Regions from separate parts of the Mus musculus genome. Here region 1 is linked to region 2. The links are chromatin contacts, called in public HiChIP or PLAC-seq maps. All regions are on one chromosome and are shown on one strand. The core of a region is the stretch at or near the end of the contact, and the rest is flanking DNA. Distances in the headings are between cores, read along the strand shown.

Region 1 (3,323 bases), core at 92-2,591, 150 kb before region 2:
GAGATTCATGTCCATGGTCAGCTCTGCAGAAAGAGTCAGGAGCTGACCAGAAGCTGTTGTGTAGATGTGGAACCTCTCTTTAGGATTGTGAAAGGATCTTTGCCCCCATGCTTCCTACCTTTCATCCATCACCCTACAGGCCATTTGTGGATGGGTGATTTGATGAAGAACCAGGTGGCCCTCTTTTTTTTCCTCAGGTCTTGTTTGTAGTACCTGACCTCTTGGTTCCTTTCTTTGTGACAAAATTTCGACATTGAATAAAGCTTGTGCCTCCTCCACCCCATTTGCACACTGCTGTGGTCCTAGTAACACACAGCTGGAAACTGCTGGTGCTTACTTTCTTCCTTCTTCAAAATGCTTTTTAAATGTTTGATGCTAATTCCTAACAGCTTATAGGGGCTTTCATGAAGCTTCTATTGTGACACAGAAAGACACTCATTTTGTATAATTTGTTTCACCTCACATGGACATAGAACAAGATTTTTACAAAACAAATCTTTAAAATGTATAAGGTACTTCAATCATTGCTATTTCCTTAAAAAAAAAAAGTGCCCGTCGGCTCCCATGGATAGGCTTTTTCACAGCTTAAGAAACACCGCTTTTTAACTGATGTTAAAGGGTAGAATTTGTAAATGGAGCAAGGGCATTTATTATTTTAATTCATGAGTATAAAAAAAACTATTCAAAATGTTAGTTACTATTTTAACTTCACACATTTTTTCTTTTAAATGGCCTAAAATTGATTAGATTTCAGACAAATTAATTCACATCACTAAGACTGAAATTTAATTTAGATCATATTTAAATTGAATCATTTGCTCTTAAAATGTACCTTCTGGTTTAATTTTACACATGGGTATAATTTTCAGGAGTTAGCAGTTTTATTTGATAGAAATAAGCTTATATTTTGGTAGAAGTATAATACTAGGAAATTTTCTCTCTTTCTTGAAGTTTATTAAAACAGTTATTGTTGAGATGTTGTTGAAGAAAGAAATAATTTTCCAAGTTCAATATGAGCACAAATATAAGTGTTTTTTTTTTTTTAATTTGGAAAGCAACAACCATTTCACAAACTAACCTTTTTTTGGACTAGTACTTAAGTTCGTGCCTTTACAAACAGCAAACATGTCAAGCCCACAAAACAAATGTGGAATCATATGTTTAAAATTTTAATATAGATTATGCAAATTAATTAAGCAAGAGAAACTCATGTTTTCTAGAGCTTTCTCTGTCTAATCTCTTTTTCGTGTCTACTTTTAGAGCAGAAGGAAAAACCTGTATTACTCACTGCCTCTTCCTGGAGTTGTGCTTCTCATTTTGACCCTGTGCCCTTCCACCTAGTAGTCCTCCCTACAGATATGACAGTTACAGGCTGTTCATTCTCAGTTCCTCTGAAATACGGAGAGATGATATTTTGGCTAGAATATTTTACTTTCAGAAGTAAAAGAAGTAATCCTAGCCCTTCAAGAATATTTCTAGTTCAAAGGGAATATATTGATTTGCATATGTTAGTATGCACGGAGGCAAACATCTGTGTAGAGCAAACAAATAATAGGCAAACATTTTCTATACCTAGGGTATATTTGTCCCCACAATAACTTCTTTGAGTTCCATAGTCCATTCCCCTCATTTTTTCTCACATTCCTTTACGAATGTTACCACAAAAGCACAGCTCTCACCTCAAAGGGCATCACTGGTCCTTTGATTGATGAGGAATATTATCTAAAGCTTTTTTTTTTTAAATCTGTTTATCAGGATGTTCAGTTCGGCTTTATCTGCTAGCTCCCTGATGTTAGGTCTGCCACAGAGGGAAGCAAAGATTGGCTCTAAAGATATTTCAGAGTAAATTGACTTTAGACTCGGACCTGTGACTTCCAAACTTCTCTGTGTCATTGATATTGTAACGGGTCTGTCAGCTAGAGAAGCACAGCTCCCTTCCAGGAATTCTTCTCTACTCCGACTTGGTATAAACTGGACTTTATAAACTCCGCCCTCCTTCCACCCCCCACCCCCCCACTTTTGACATTTAACCACTTCAGCGTCTACAGCTTCTGTGGGCTGAAGTCTGCAGCTTTGGGGACTGCTGATTCATGCTTCCTGGCTTAATTCCTTGTTTGTGATTTTTGTATGTGCGTTTGTTTTGGCATCCTTAGCTGGAGAAATGGTAAAATCCTAGCTTAAATGAATTTCCTCAGAAAAGACTGAGATTAATTTTTGTCAAGTGTCTCAGGGTGCCGTCCACCCAAATCCGTTCCATGTTGTAATTAACTATTTTGGGTGAATATAGAGAGTGAGTTCTAAGCCTGCTTTTCCTTCCTTCCCTCCCCTACTCTTTCTCCTTCTCTTCTTCCTTCCACTTGTCTTTCTCTTCCCCTCCTCTTCCCTTCCCCTTCTTTTCCTCCCCTTTCCACTTCTTTTTCCCTTTCCCCTTCCCTGTCCATTCCTTCTCTTTCTGTTCTACTGAAAACAATGGTTGAGAGAGAAGACTATACTCTGTCATCCTCTGTTGAATATTTTTGTTTCCTTTGTTTTCAAGGCAGTGTCACCTGTAGCTGCCTGTTTCACCTAGGCATCTCAGGCCTGACTTTTCGTTGTTTCTGGACTATGTTTTTATCTCCTGTCTTTGTACAGTAAGCACTTGGCCACCACGACAGGGCAGACAATTCCAGGGTACATTGGCAGATCTTCCCATACTTTAAGCACGGTCTGGATTTTCACTGTAAGTTTGGCAGCTGAGCAATTCATCCCCCATCTTCCCCCCCTCCCCCACCTCCTGTCCCAACCATGAAACAGAAGAAAATCATTTCTATTTTACTTAGCATTTCAATGTATACAATACGAGAAAGCGTGCCCGTGGCCATCTAAAGAGGAGCTTGGCAAAGATGGAAAACTCTAGAATGACTTAGTTTTGAAAGGATACTGGCATAAATATCTATCCATCTGGAAGAAAACAGGGTTGTATCAAGTGTCACATCATATACAAAAATAAATTACAGCTTGATCAAATATCTAATTGTGACATACAGAACAATTTTAAATGTCAGAGGCAAATTTAGAAGAAAAGAGTGTATGACTTTATAGTATGGAAACTGTTCCTAAATAAGACAGGAAACTTAGATCTATAAAAGGAAAAGACAAATATAATTGAGTACATGAAAACTAAAATAAAGTGAATGAGAAAAGAACATAAATAATACTAAAAGATAAATATCGGGTAGAACTATTTGTAGTATATATGACTGAGAAAAAAGTGACATAGATTTATTTAGAAAATGCTTGTGTGTGTGTGTGTATGTGTGTGTGTGTGTGTGTGCACACGCCTG
Region 2 (3,310 bases), core at 289-2,788:
ACTGATGTGTATGGGCAGGGAGCAGATGTGCCTTTGTTTTTTTTTAATACTAGTGGAATATAAATGTAAATGTAGTTATTGAAAGAGTCAGCATGTTAGGTGCATTTTATGGCATATAGTGAAACATGCTTCCAGTCAATCATTAATGTCTGCAATCTACAGACTAATACCTCATAACACTGAATTTGTACAGTTACTGTTTTCATCTATAGAACTTGGCTTGATTCAATGTTTGCAAGTATTAACACATTTACCTGACTGTAAAATTCCTAGAGGAAAAAAAAAATTGTTAAGCTACCAAAGTTACCAGCACTTTCTTTTGAATTACACATATCTGCCCCCTAGAAGGATGTGTGCTTGTAATCTCCAACTTAGATTTTATATGTTTTAAGGGACATCGTCTTCTTTCTATTCTTATTCAGTTCCAACAGTAAGGAGTCATGCTGTGTTAGAGCGTTACCGTTCTCCGATCCGGCTTCCTCTTTTCATTAATTCTGACGACTTTATGACTCACACTTGGCCAGTTCTGCTTGGGTTGAACCCACTTCGAGTTCTAGTGCACGCATTCCATTCTAGCTCGGAGCTTTTCTAACTCTTGTAAACTCTAGTAGTGACCTTCCAAACGACTTTTACGTGCGTGTTTGACTTCTGTGCTATTTAAAACTTCTCCTTTTTATTTTTGCTTTGATTCTGCCTTTTACGTACTTTCCTGCTTCTGGGTGAAACCCGTTATCTTCAACTACTTGAAAAATACAAAATTTAAAAAATAAAAAAAGCAACTGTTTTCAAGTCCCTCCCCCCACCGTGATGGCACACTGCCACAGGAACCATCCTGTGTTATCTCAGCTTGACTACCCCCTTCTTTCCCACTGCTTTCTTCCCCCCTAAAGTTGTAGGTATGAGTAGCCCCAGATACGAACAATGTTCTGCACTAAATACGCTGCCTTTCCTTCCCCTCCCCGTTATGTTCTTATAAAGCTGATGGGTAATTGCGGTAAGAATAAAGCGGCATAAAGGCAATTAGGTGAATGTCAAACGGCTACAGCTCTAGGGACAGAATGCATTTTTGATGAACTTTAATGAGGTAGAGGGAGGAACACCACAAGGACTTTACCAGAGAACAACCTGGCCAGCACCTGTGACATTTACAGCCAAAAGAGTGAGTGAGGGCACAGTCTGTTAAGTGCACGGGGGTGCTAATATTAAATGAGCAAACGGGTAGGAAGCAAATGAGCGAACTTGAACAAAGTTGTTTTCTTTTCTTTTCTTTCTCTGGAAAATTCTGTTTTGAGTACCCGTAGCCATAGAGTATCAAACTCTATGTTCCGGCTGTTTGAGGGAGGAAAAGTACACTGATTTTTTTCTTTTTCTTTTTTTTTTTTTTTAATTGTAGAAAAGGAACGCAAGGTTCTCTCAGGAGCACTGGAGAGTAGGAGTGACCTCCTCTATAGGCTTTGTGCAACAGTGTCTCAAACCACAGCAGTCACATGGGTTCTGTTGGCTTTGCTACTTTTTCGACTGCGTGTCAGAGGGCTGTGCATTTCGCTTCCTCCCTCCTGCAAGGCCAGGGAACCATGTGTTGGCGGGATTAATCTTTGCCCACAATGTCTCTGCAAAGGTTTCTGCAGCGGCAGGGCAGCAATGGCAATTTGGAGTACTGTGCTGACTCTGCCTACGGCTCCTACTCCGTCCTCACGGGCCAGCTCACGATGGAAGACAACCGAAGGATTCAAGTGCTGGCAGACACTGTAGCTACTTTGCCCCGGGGACGAAAGCAGGTAAGGTTGCTGCGCTGTCTAGAGTGTTCACGTTTGCCTGACCTCTGCTGAAAGTGGTACCTGCTCCTGCGTGTCTCTGTTAACTTTGACTACCAGCCTTATTCCCCGCGCTTAGGAGTCATTTCGGTTCTTATTCAAAGGAGAGTTCTTTTCCCTGAGGAGAACCTCTGTCTACTACCCAATTAACTTAGGAGTTAATGACTGAGAGTACATGTGAGGGGGGAGGTGACATGTCTACCAGAGATAGTATCACAGTTGAAGGATAGAAAAACAGTCACTTTTTTTTTTTTTTAAAGTAAGACTCAAATATTTATCTTCATTTAAAGATGTGCTCAGGTAAAATGAAAGTTGTTGAGAACAATGAACATGAAGGTCGTTTACAGGTACACAACCCACACGATCAACACTCCTCCGTTTGTGTGTCTGTTCATTGTCTCCCTCTGGGCTTACCTCCAGGCCCCGTCAGTTCACAATCGAGAGAAGACTTCTCCTTGAACACTACCTCTGTCAGCCAAGTGAATTCTTCAGTCCTGGAGCAATGATAGAACCTTGGGCTATTGGGAAGTAGGACTATTTCGGGGAGGTGAATGGGCTGCTTGGTAGCTGTGGCATACAGAGCAAGTTGGTAGCTGCCCCCCTCACATTATGTCTTTCTGAAAAGGAAGCTATCAAACTAAACTCCATTCACTTGATTAGGTAACAGCAGAAACAACTTCCTTGAACCCTCTGCCCTTTAAGTAAGGAAATGTACAGGGCACTCAGCACTCAATAAAGGCTGTTCGAAAATTTTTATGAAATGTCTTTAGAGATGAAAACTCAACTGGAAAAGTATGTGTCTAGTGAATTTGTTCTGAATCTTTGGTCTTCCATTTGTAATACATAAGAATGAACTATATACCACTTTATGTATTTTGATCATATACTTTTCTATAAGGTCCAAGGTGTGTATTTGAATTTATATAAACAGTCATGCACAAGATGTTTAGAACTGACTTAAAACACAGCTTTGTGGCTTACTACATTGTGCATATTGTGTTCTCCTCTGAGCTCATCTAACTTCAGCATTACAAAGTTGAAGCGTAGGGGAGAGTCAGGACCTGATGTGGTGAGTGGATTCCTTGGCATTTTCCACAGTGATGAAGCTCATTTGCTAGTAGTTGATTGTCATTCTCAATCCAACGTGTTTTTATAATACAAAGTTTGGTGAACATCTGTATCGATTTATAAATGGGCAACACAGGAAACGCCAACGGGTTTACTCAGATTCTAAACAGAGAGCAGTCTGTTTCTCTTTCTATTTAATACAAAGCCATTACACCAAATTCTGATCATTTGCTATCCTACTATTTGTTCTCGGCATATATCACTTACCAGGAAAAATACTGTTAATAACTGCACCACGGAGGGAATCTTTCCAGATCTTGTTCTCAGCTCAGGCTTTACACGTTGCCAGTCCCTGCCAGGTAAATCAAACTATATGTCAGCCCTGAGGGCTGGAGAAGGGTTAGCATTAGGGGACAGTTTGAGCAGGT

Evidence for each region. HiChIP or PLAC-seq counts read pairs in DNA pulled down with a chosen protein or histone mark.
Region 1: a contact with region 2 is called in an H3K27ac HiChIP or PLAC-seq map of bone marrow-derived dendritic cells, with 2.0 times the contacts expected there. The contact joins the enhancer-like site here to the promoter of Cytip in region 2. A contact is called at or near these places in 1 of 39 promoter capture datasets (pre-B cells), 1 of 15 datasets of contacts at CTCF or cohesin (large pre-B cells), 1 of 484 Hi-C or Micro-C datasets (embryonic stem cells), 4 of 115 datasets of contacts at active chromatin or transcription factors (DN3 thymocytes, bone marrow-derived dendritic cells, memory CD8 T cells and 1 more) and 2 of 9 other capture datasets (adipose tissue and embryonic stem cells).

The regions. Positions count from the first base shown.
Region 1 is chr2:58,307,894-58,311,216 of GRCm38.p6, reverse strand. The region is part of intron 2 of Acvr1c (activin A receptor, type IC); the gene reads left to right. Among named protein-coding and RNA genes, the nearest start is that of Gm13544, 33 kb to the right of the region's middle. Within about 2 kb of position 1,341, at least 10 of the 459 cell types and tissues checked have an H3K27ac peak or open chromatin away from gene starts, as enhancers often do. A contact at or near this core is called in adipose tissue and bone marrow-derived dendritic cells, where this site is marked.
Region 2 is chr2:58,158,350-58,161,659 of GRCm38.p6, reverse strand. It overlaps Cytip (cytohesin 1 interacting protein), which reads left to right and starts at 1,538. Exons shown (of 8, transcript NM_139200.4): 1 at 1,538-1,778. The coding sequence starts at 1,605.